Regions from separate parts of the Sus scrofa genome. Here region 2 is linked to region 1. The links are chromatin contacts, called in public Hi-C maps. All regions are on one chromosome and are shown on one strand. Each heading gives the region's core, a stretch centred on a gene start, on an enhancer-like site or on the middle of the called end of the contact. The rest is flanking DNA. Distances are from core to core; before and after follow the strand shown.

Region 1 (4,891 bases), core at 1,523-4,022:
AACCAGCCATACTGTTATTTCCATCTGTCTTATTAAGACCTCTATTTGTCTTCTCTGTCCTAGCAACTGGTATCACACCCATATTCACTTAGTCCAGGATAACTGTCAACACTTACTGTGTCCCAAAAACTTAGATATGCTATATGCACTGTCATTTAGTCTTCCTGGCCACTCACAGAGAGGAATGATTATCTCTATTTTAAAGAAAAGAAAATAGGCTAAACGTGGTTGAGTAACTGGAAGTGTCCAGTTATTAAGTGGCAAGAGTGCAAATTGGAATTCAGGATTGTTTGATGCCAAAGACTACATGCTTAAAAAGTTTTGCTGTACTGCTACTTACAGCAACCCTGGGAGTCTTCCATGGGTTAGCTGTTCCATCTAATTGGTCTCCAAATCCTGTCGAATCCATCTCCAGAACTTCTTTTGAATCACTTCTCTCAGAGCTGCCCCATTGCCACAGCCCACATTCTTCATCCCTACCCTGGTTTGCTGTAGCAATCTCTTGTCATTGCTTCCATTCTCTCCAGTCCACCTGTGCTACCTTAGAATGCCCGTTGGAAGACTTCAGTCTCATGGTTCTCCCCTCTTAAAATTTTACAAGTTTCCTCCATTGCCACAGAATAAACTCTAATTAAAGCTCATAAGCCTGTCCACTCAAGGCCCTAACTATTTCCAAATCAGTCATGAACCCATGGATCATTGGCCATTCTCTTTTTTGCTTTTGTGACTGTGATGTTCAATTCATTCACCCCTCTCAGTACAGTTCTCTATATGTAAGATTGTGGTAATGATCCTTCTGTGCTTTTCTTCCAGGATTTTTTTTTTTTGCTTTTTGCTTTTTAGGGCTGCACCTGCAGCATATGGACCTTCCCAGACTAGGGGTCGAATCGGAGCTACAGCTGCTGATCTCCACAGCCACAACTAAACAGGATCTGAGCCGCATCTGCAACCTACACCACAGCTCCCGGCCATGCTGTATCCTTAACCCACTGAACGAGGCCAGGGATTGAACCCACAACCTAATGGGTCCTAGTCAGATTCATTTCCGCTGTGCCTCTTACAGGATATTACAGGATATTTTGAGGTCCAGTTACTACAGCCCTTCTTCCCCTTGCAAAATGTTTGTCGAATGTTTCCAGAGTTCAATAATCACTTCTTTGTGTCTTAATACTTTTTTTAAAACTTTGAAATAATTTGACTTACAGAGCTGTTGCAAATATAGTATGGAGAACTCCTCCTGCACACTCTTCATCCAGCTTTCCCCAATGTTAACATCTCATATAAGTTGACATCTGTAAAATAATGCTAAACTAAAACCTTTTTACAGATTTCACTAGTTTTTCCACCAATGTCCCTTTTCTCAGTCTCTTTCAATCTGTGACAGTTCTCATTCATTCCTTGTCTTTCCAGACTTTGACTTTTTTTTTTTTTTTTTGGGTCTTTTTGTCTTTTTCCCATTTTCTTGGGCCGCTCTCGCGGCATATGGAGGTTCCCAGGCTAGGGGTCCAATTGGAGCTGTAACCACCAGCCTATGCCAGAGCCACAACAACGATGGATCCGAGCCGCGTCTGCAACCTACACCACAGCTCATGGCAACGCTGGATTGTTAACCCACTGAGCAACCTCATGGTTCCTAGTCGGATTCGTTAACCACTGCGCCACGACGGGAACTCCAGTTCTTTTTGTGTGTGTGTGTGTGTGACTTTGACATTTTTTGAAGAGTATTGGTTGGGTACCTTATAGAGTCCCTCAAGTTTGGTTTAATGTTTTCTCATGGTTAAGGCCATGGATTTTTGTGAAAAACACCACAGATGTAAAGTGCCCTTTGCAAGATTATCAGAGGGCACATATTAGTATATCCCATAACCAGTTATGTTAACCTTGATCCTCTGGTTATGATGGTGTCTCCCAAGTTTCTTCACCATAAAGTCACTATTCAATCTTCTTAACATGCAGACGCCCCTGGAAGGAAAACCAAATCCTTACTCAACTGAACGAGGCGACAGTGGAATGAAAGTTTGGAGCTTGAATTCAGCAAGCTCCAGTGCCTCCAAGAAACTTTAAGCTGAGGCTACAGGAGATAGAGTGGGTGTAAGCCCAGTAACATAGCACAAGGTTCACTAAATGGCAGTTGTCTTAGCAAATTATTTCCTGCTAGAGAACCCAGAATTTTTTTGTGTGGAAAACTTAACATAGGGCTCTAGGAAGAAGGGTCCCCCTTTTAAAGGTGAGCAAATGAGGGACTACAGAAATTTGAAGTGGCTTCTCTAAGGCAACACAAGGGCGGCCCTGAGCTAGAGGTTCTAAGACTAAAAGACTCCCAGGCTAGCCCCGACCACTTTACCTCAGTGCCCTCATGGAATCCGGGGGAGTCGCTCACGAGACCCTATGGATTCTTGGCTCCAGTTCGAATTTCGGACTTTTTAGCGCATTTTGGCTCGGAGCCTCGCCTTGCCTCAATTCGGGAGCAAAGTGGATATCAGCAACACCCACTCCTTCAGAGTCTCTCCCCACCCTACACCCAGGACCTCCAGAGCTAGCTCAGGCCTCGGTTAAGTGTTGAAAGCCTCTTCCAACAAAGCCAACTTGCCTCTTTTCGGCATAGCTGGAGCTGGGAATTTTCCATAGCTGGATTGCTACTTTGCTGTTCGCGGACAGCACTGGGCCAATTCCCCAGGATCCGCCTACCCGCCTGCTGGCTCCTGATAGGCTACCGAGCCTGTCCGCTTTGACAGGAGCTGTGCGCAGGCGCAGAGAAGCTCCGGGACTGGGCTGAAGGCCGGCGACGAGGAGCTACAGGATCGGTCCGAGATGGTGAGTATCTGCTGGGAGCTTGTGGCCAGCGGCCGGGAGGTGGCCAACCACGACCTCCCACCACCCTCAGCCCAGAGGTCCATCCTCCCGGGCGGCATCCGCGGGGCTGGGCGCGCCGGACCGAAGCAGTCTGGAGGGCGGAACCGGGGCGGCGCGGGCCTCCTGACTCGGACCGAGGGGGCCGAGGCGGGGCCACCGGATCCAGTGGTCCCTTGACCGGAAGTAGTTGCTGGTGCCACGGGGAAGGATTGACGGAGCTGGGCACACGGGCCCCTGCATCCTAGCAACCTTGGCCTTGTTGAGCTATAACAACAATAGTGATTATATTTTCTAGAAACTTAATTCGTGCCAGACACTGCTATACGCTTTACATACCCTGGCCTGCCTCCTCACCGTAGCTCTGTGAAGTAGGTACGACCATTATCCCTGTATTACACACTCGGGATGTAAAACCCGGTGAAACTAAGTGCCCTGCCCCAGTAAATGACGGAGATGGACTTGAACCCTAGACACTTGACTGCTGCCTTTCTGTGTGATTCTTTCGAGCCGTTGAGAAATGGTGCATGAGTCAGAAACGAGCGGGATCCACCCTTGTGGTTCCTGCCTTGCTGACTGGAACTGTGGGCTCTTTATGCCTTTACAGGTTTGGTTTCTTGTGTTTTTAATCCTCCCAACTTGTAAAAAACAAAACAAAACAAAAAAAACAACAACTTGGAAAGAGCTTTTGAACGTTAAACCATGTGAATGGTTTTAAAAAATCGTATTTAAGAATTTAAAGCCTAAAAGAAAAATTGAAAGGGAATAAGAAACAGTACCATACCTGGAGGTAACGACTTATAATTAGGCAGATTACTTGTTTTGTTTTCGTCAGTTTTTGCTTTATATAGTTTAGCTGTATGTAGAATAGATACAGCTATTTATAGTTTATAGTTAGCTAGTTTATAGACTAGATGAGGTAACTTTATCATTCATATCACTTTTTAAACTGTAAAAGAAATTGACTTTTAGCAGATAATAACTGCACACAGTAAAAACAAAAAAGCATCTGAAAGGATCTAAGTGAAAATAAATCTTCCACCAAACCTTGATACCCAGCTTCAATCTCCTTTAGAAACATTAGTTCCTTTTATATGTATACCAGCATGTATATATGTCCTGTCTTTTTCTTACACTAATAGTAGCTTCCTGCAACTTCTACCATGCTATTGTGTGCTTCTACTCATGAAAGCAAAATATATTTAGATGCACATTTCAACAAATTGAAGCAGTACCAAAGTTTGTAACGTAGAAAGTATATGTAGTTCCCACCTCACTCCTCTCTGGTAATGACAGTTGGGTGTGTTTCTTTCCATATTTATTAAGTGCATAAGCATATTTATATATAACCTGTTACATGATATTGGAACATATTTATACATATTAAGTTTACTCTAGGCTATATGGGTAGATAATCTCATTTTGGAACTTACACTCTTCACTAAAAACTATCAGATATTTTTCCATGTCATTATATACAAACGTACTTCATTCTTTTAAAGGAGTGTATTTATCTTCTACTGCAGTATATACATTGAGATGTATTACAGTATTTCACTCCAGACAATGCTACAGTGCTGTTTTTGTCCTTTTTTTTTTTGCCCCACTCATGCTAGTGTTTGTGTAGCGGTAAACAGAAGTGGTACTAATGACGGGCACATTTTAAACATTTTGTAGAAACTGACAGATAGCTCTTTTGGATGGTGATATAAAAGTCATCCATAGGGAGTTCCCGTCGTGGTCCAGAGTTACGAACCTGACTAGTATTCATGAGGATGTGGATTCAATCCCTGGTCTCGTTCAGTGGGTTAAGGATCCAGCATTGCTGTGAGTGGTGGTGTAGGCTGGCATCTGCAGCTCCGATTCGACCTCTAGCCTGGGAATTTACACATTTAGTGTGCGGCCCTAAAAAGAAAAAAAAAAAATCCATAATCACATCCAGTTTTATTCCACCACACAACTGTTTTCATCTTTGTATGCTATGTTCTCCTCGTCTTTGTTTACATATGCATATTTTTTCAAGATATACATTCTAGTTTTT
Region 2 (4,891 bases), core at 1,395-3,894, 34 kb after region 1:
ATCTAAATTTTTAATGTAGTGGCATAGTTTATAATCTCATTTTTGTTATTTCAGCTATACCTGAGATTGTGCCCCTTTGGCCATTAATGCTTACTTTACTGGTCTTTTCAAAGATCTGGCTTTGCTTTGTGGTCCATACTAGTGCTTTTGTTTTCTATATCATCAATTTCTTCTTTTCATTATTACCTTCCTTCCACATTCTTTGAATTTACATGTAATACATTTTAAAATTCTTTGACATTCTCTGCTCATAAATTTTCCATTATTTCTTCTTACCTAATATCACCAATAAGGTTACAAATTTTCTAAATACTGCTTTAGTTCTCACCTCCGCCACCCGCCCCACCAATCTGGAATTTTTTTTACATGTATTCTTATTTTTAGTTTGATCTATATAGTTTTCATTTGTATCTGATTTTTTTTTCTGTCTTTTGTCTTTTTAGGGCTGCAGCCACAGCATATGGAGCGTCTCAGACTAGGGGTCTAATTGAAGCTATAGCTGCTGGCCTACACCACAGCCACAGCAATTCGGGATCCAAGCTGCGTCTGTGACCTACACCACAATTCACAGCAACGCCAGATCCCTAACCCAGTGAGTGGGGCCAGGGATCAAACCCACAACCTCATGGTTACTAGTCGGGTTCATTAACCACTGAGCCATGACGGGAACTCCTGATTTCATCTTTGAGTAGTTTTCTAGAAATATGCTTAAATATCCAAATATTTGGAGTTTACACAGCTCTTGCCTGGGATCAGAGAACATGGTCTGTGTGAAATTGATTACTTGATTTCTGTTGAGATTTGTTTGGGGTCTAATAGGTCATTTTTTTAATAAATGTTTCTTGTGTGCTTGAAAGTAACATTAAAGTGCTATGGTGTTCTATTAGCCTCGACTAGGAATATTAATAGTATTAGAAATCTTCTAAATCATTTTTTTTTTGGCTGTTTGGTCTATTAGTTACTGAAAGAGGTTTTAAATCTCCCACTGTGATGAAGGATTTGGCAATTTCTCTTTGTATTCTGACACCTTTGCTTCATACATTTTAGGCCTTATTTTTTTAACTTCTAACATACAAATTTGGAATTGTTATATCTTAGAAAATTGTTTCCATCATTTTGTGTTGAGCCTCTTTATCTCTAATAGTGTCCCTAGCCTTAAAGCCTATTTTTTGTGACTATGCTATGAATATATCTTTTGGTTAGTTTTTCTCTCATATACTTTTTCCCATCTTTTTACTTTTGATTTCCTTAGGTTTTAAATGTCCTCTTGTAAACAGCAGAGCTGCATTTTATTTTTCTTGGCCAATTTGTTCATCTGTTTTAACAGGTGAATGTAAAACATTTAATACCTCTGGTTTTGTACCATTTATATACCATTCTTTTCACTTTGCTTTCCCTTTTCTCTTTTTCTATCTATTACATTTTTTTAATACCCTTTACTAAACTTTTCTCTTTTATGCATTGACATATACTTTCTATTCTTTGAGTGATCCCTCTGAAGTGTTTGAAATACATACTTGACTATACAAAGCCAGGTAATTATCAGTTAGCTTTATCCTCTTCCTCTCCAATAAATCAAGCTTCTTAAAACACTTGACCTCTGACCCCCCTCCCCAGTCCTACATGTGCCATGCTCCTGTGCTATGCTCCAGACTCATCAGCACCATTCTTGTTCCACAGCAGGTGTTTGTTTAGATCCACTTCCCATTTTACCAGCTTAGTAGCTTACCATTTTTCTAATTTCTTCTCCTTAGAGTTGGGCAAATTCACTACAGAGTGTCTAGATGAGTTTTTATTTATTCTGTTCTGGATGTTATATGAGGATCCTGGTTTTTAATCAATTTTGGAAGTTTTTCTCCAGAGCTTCACGGTCTTTTCTCTCCTTCTGGAATGCTAATTAGACCTGTGAATTCTCACTTTGCCATTTCTGTCACTTATTTTATACCATGTAAACATGGTTTGTTTTCCAGGTAATTGCTTCTGCTCTCTCATCCACTTCAGTGATTTTCTTTTTTGCTATATCTAACAGGGCTTGCTTGCCTCGTCCTTCTGAGACCTGAATTTCAGTAGCTGTTTTTCAATTCTAGAAATTCCTTCTAAAACCTCTAGGTTCCTTTTCAGTGTCTTGCTGTCTTCATGTTTTAATGCTCACCCAACCCCCCACAATGACCACTACCTTTTTCTTTCTCTAACCATATGCTCCAGGATGAAGACTTCTGGTTCACTGTTGTCATCCCCAATGCCTCATACGGTCCCTGGAACAGAAAAGACTCTGAGCGAGGGCTGTCTGACGCCTTGGTTACAGTGGAAACAGAAGGATGCTATGCCGCAGCCTGGCCAGCTCTCCCCACCGCCAGACCAGCCAGCCTGCTCCCTGGCCTTGCTGGCGTCCATTCTCCCCTCACCCTGGGCCTGGGGGAGCCCACCTCGCCTGCCCCTGCACAGGCCGTGACGTCACAGGACTGTGACGCTCACTGGGCGCCTCCCCTCCTTCGCAGTGTGGGGTTGGGGGTGGGGGCGGGAATGCAGGCTCCCTGCGCCGTGATGTCACGGGCCCGGGCGGGCAGATTTTGCGTCGGCCCAATGGGAACGGCGCGCTGGCCTCCCCTTTAAGGAATGTTATGACCTGACGTCACCCGGGCGAGTTACCTCCCCGAGCCGCCGCCGCTGGGCTCAGCGCGAGCCCCAGAGCCCTTGAGCGGGAGACGCGGAGCCCCCGGAGCCCCCAAACCACAGCCACCTCCCCGCCTCGCGCGACCGGGAGCCCCGGCCTGCGCGCTCCGCCGGGCCTGTGCGATGCCCTCAGACCGGCCTTTCAAGCAGCGGCGGAGCTTCGGTGAGGCCCGACTGGCGATCTGCGAGCGCTAGGGGTGGGGGCGTGGGGGGGTCGGGGGTGTTGGCAGATCTACTTGTCTGCCGCAGGTGACGTCAGCTTCATGACGTCAAGCTCGGGTTGGACCCCTGGGCTGGGAAGCAGGCTAGGGCCTGGGCCCGGGCCTCCGCCTCCCATCCCAGTGCTGTGCCCCGGCCCTGGCCCTACCTCCACCCGCCTGGGGCTTGGCGGGGGGCGGGGCGGGGTCGGGGGCCGCCCCTCGGGGACTAGTGGGGCGGAACCCAAGGAGAACCTCGGCTGGCCTCATCCCCGACTGCTGTCTGCAGCCGACCGCCGTAAGGAGGTGCAGCAGATCCGCGACCAGCACCCTAGCAAGATCCCGGTGAGTCCTACCGCATACCCCGCCCCCGTCCCCTGGCCCCAGGTCCAGCCTCCCGCTCACGCGTCCCCGCCCCACCTCACTCCCAGGTGATCATCGAGCGCTACAAGGGTGAGAAGCAGCTGCCAGTCCTGGACAAGACCAAGTTCCTGGTCCCAGACCATGTCAACATGAGCGAGTTGGTCAAGATCATCCGGTGCGCTGGCAGCAGCTGTCAGGAGGGGGACTTGGGTCCTGCTGGGATCAGGCATTGGTCTGGGTCCTTCTGAGAAGGAAGGGGTGGGGGTGGGACATGGGACGGGGTGCCGAAGCCCTCTTCTGGGGAGGTTGGGAACGGTCAAGGTCAGGCCTGGGATCAGTATCTTGTCAGAGGTGAGAGCTTCTAGAAGGGGCTGGGATGGGTGTGAGGGGGAGAATCAAAGTCAGGGTGGGTAGGGGGTGAGGGCTACACTCACCCAGCGGCCAGGCCCCTCACGTTTGGCTTGCCCTCCCGCCCACCTCAGGCGCCGCCTGCAGCTGAACCCCACGCAGGCCTTCTTCCTGCTGGTGAACCAGCACAGCATGGTGAGCGTGTCCACGCCCATCGCGGACATCTATGAGCAGGAGAAGGATGAGGATGGCTTCCTCTACATGGTCTACGCCTCCCAGGAAACCTTCGGCTTCTGAGCCAGCAGTAGGGGGTGTTGGCTGGGAGTCGGGGGCCCTGTCAGGCTCTGCCCAGGGAGCTCCTGGCACTGGAACTAAGCTGTCTCTGCCCCTGCCCCTGGTGGGTTGGACAGGGATGCTGCCACCCAGCCAGAGGGCACCTATCACCCCTACTCTGCCCCTGGATGGATTCTGGCCCAGTCATATTAGGGTTGCCCCTCCGGGTGCTGGCTGGGAGGGGGAAGAGTGGGAAGCAGCCCCCAGCACCCCTGCCCTGTGTGGTTTGTCTTTTTTTTAGACCCCTGCCTGTCTGCCCACCTGTCCCTCCCCAACCTGAGGCGCTGCCCATGCCTGGATCTGCCCACCCCTGAAGGACTGGGTCCTGGCTCACCTGGTCTTGACATGGTGTATGGCTCTGTGGTCATTGTCCCTTTGCAGAATAAAGATTGCTCAGGCCTGCCTGGCCCTTTGCCTCCAGCTGCTTGGGGAGTGGGGAGGGCTGTGGGTGGGGCTGCCCCCACCGTTGTCCTCTCACTGGTGCACAGACTTGTGTGCTGTGGACTCAGGGCTCATTCAGGAAACCCACGCCTGTGTATAGTGCATCGTGGGGGTACTAGAGGCCAAGCCCACCTCTTCCACGAGGGCAGCATGGTTCCAGGTAGACGTTTTCATAACAAAAGAAACATTTATTAAGTAGCCACAGCCTAACAAACCCTGCTCACCTGCTTCTTCCCCTTTCCTGCTTGGGAGGGGCTCCTGGTGTGCAGAGCCACACAGTGGGGGCCAGGTGGAGACTCCTGGCTCCGCCCCACAGGCCTTGCTGCCAGCCTTGGCTCCTCACTGGTGCCAGATATTCATGACCCTGGACTCAAACCTCATCTGCCCCAGGGCTTGCCTGCTGGCAACGCTGGCTAGAGGGCTTGGCCCAGCTTCTGGGCCTTTCGCCCCCTGAGGTCCGTGCAGCCCTGTGCCCAGCCAGGCCTACTTGAGCACAAGCATGGCCTCCGTGCCGTCCTTGGCGGTCAGGTAGAGAC

Evidence for each region. A called contact is a pair of places that touch in the nucleus more often than the background predicts.
Region 2: a Hi-C map of liver shows a contact between it and region 1, with 2.9 times the contacts expected there. The contact joins the promoter of MAP1LC3A here to the promoter of DYNLRB1 in region 1. A contact is called at or near these places in 4 of 47 Hi-C or Micro-C datasets (embryonic fibroblasts, heart right ventricle, liver and 1 more) and 2 of 2 datasets of contacts at active chromatin or transcription factors (alveolar macrophages and skeletal muscle).

Annotation. Positions count from the first base shown.
Region 1 is chr17:37,920,700-37,925,590 of Sscrofa11.1, forward strand. It overlaps DYNLRB1 (dynein light chain roadblock-type 1), which reads left to right and starts at 2,773. Exons shown (of 4, transcript NM_001190180.1): 1 at 2,773-2,814. The coding sequence starts at 2,812.
Region 2 is chr17:37,955,186-37,960,076 of Sscrofa11.1, forward strand. It overlaps MAP1LC3A (microtubule associated protein 1 light chain 3 alpha), which reads left to right and starts at 2,645. Exons shown (of 4, transcript NM_001170827.1): 1 at 2,645-2,836; 2 at 3,160-3,215; 3 at 3,302-3,408; 4 at 3,716-4,320. The coding sequence starts at 2,797. The coding sequence ends at 3,878. It overlaps PIGU (phosphatidylinositol glycan anchor biosynthesis class U), which reads right to left. Exons shown (of 12, transcript NM_001185136.1): 12 at 4,839-4,891. The coding sequence ends at 4,839.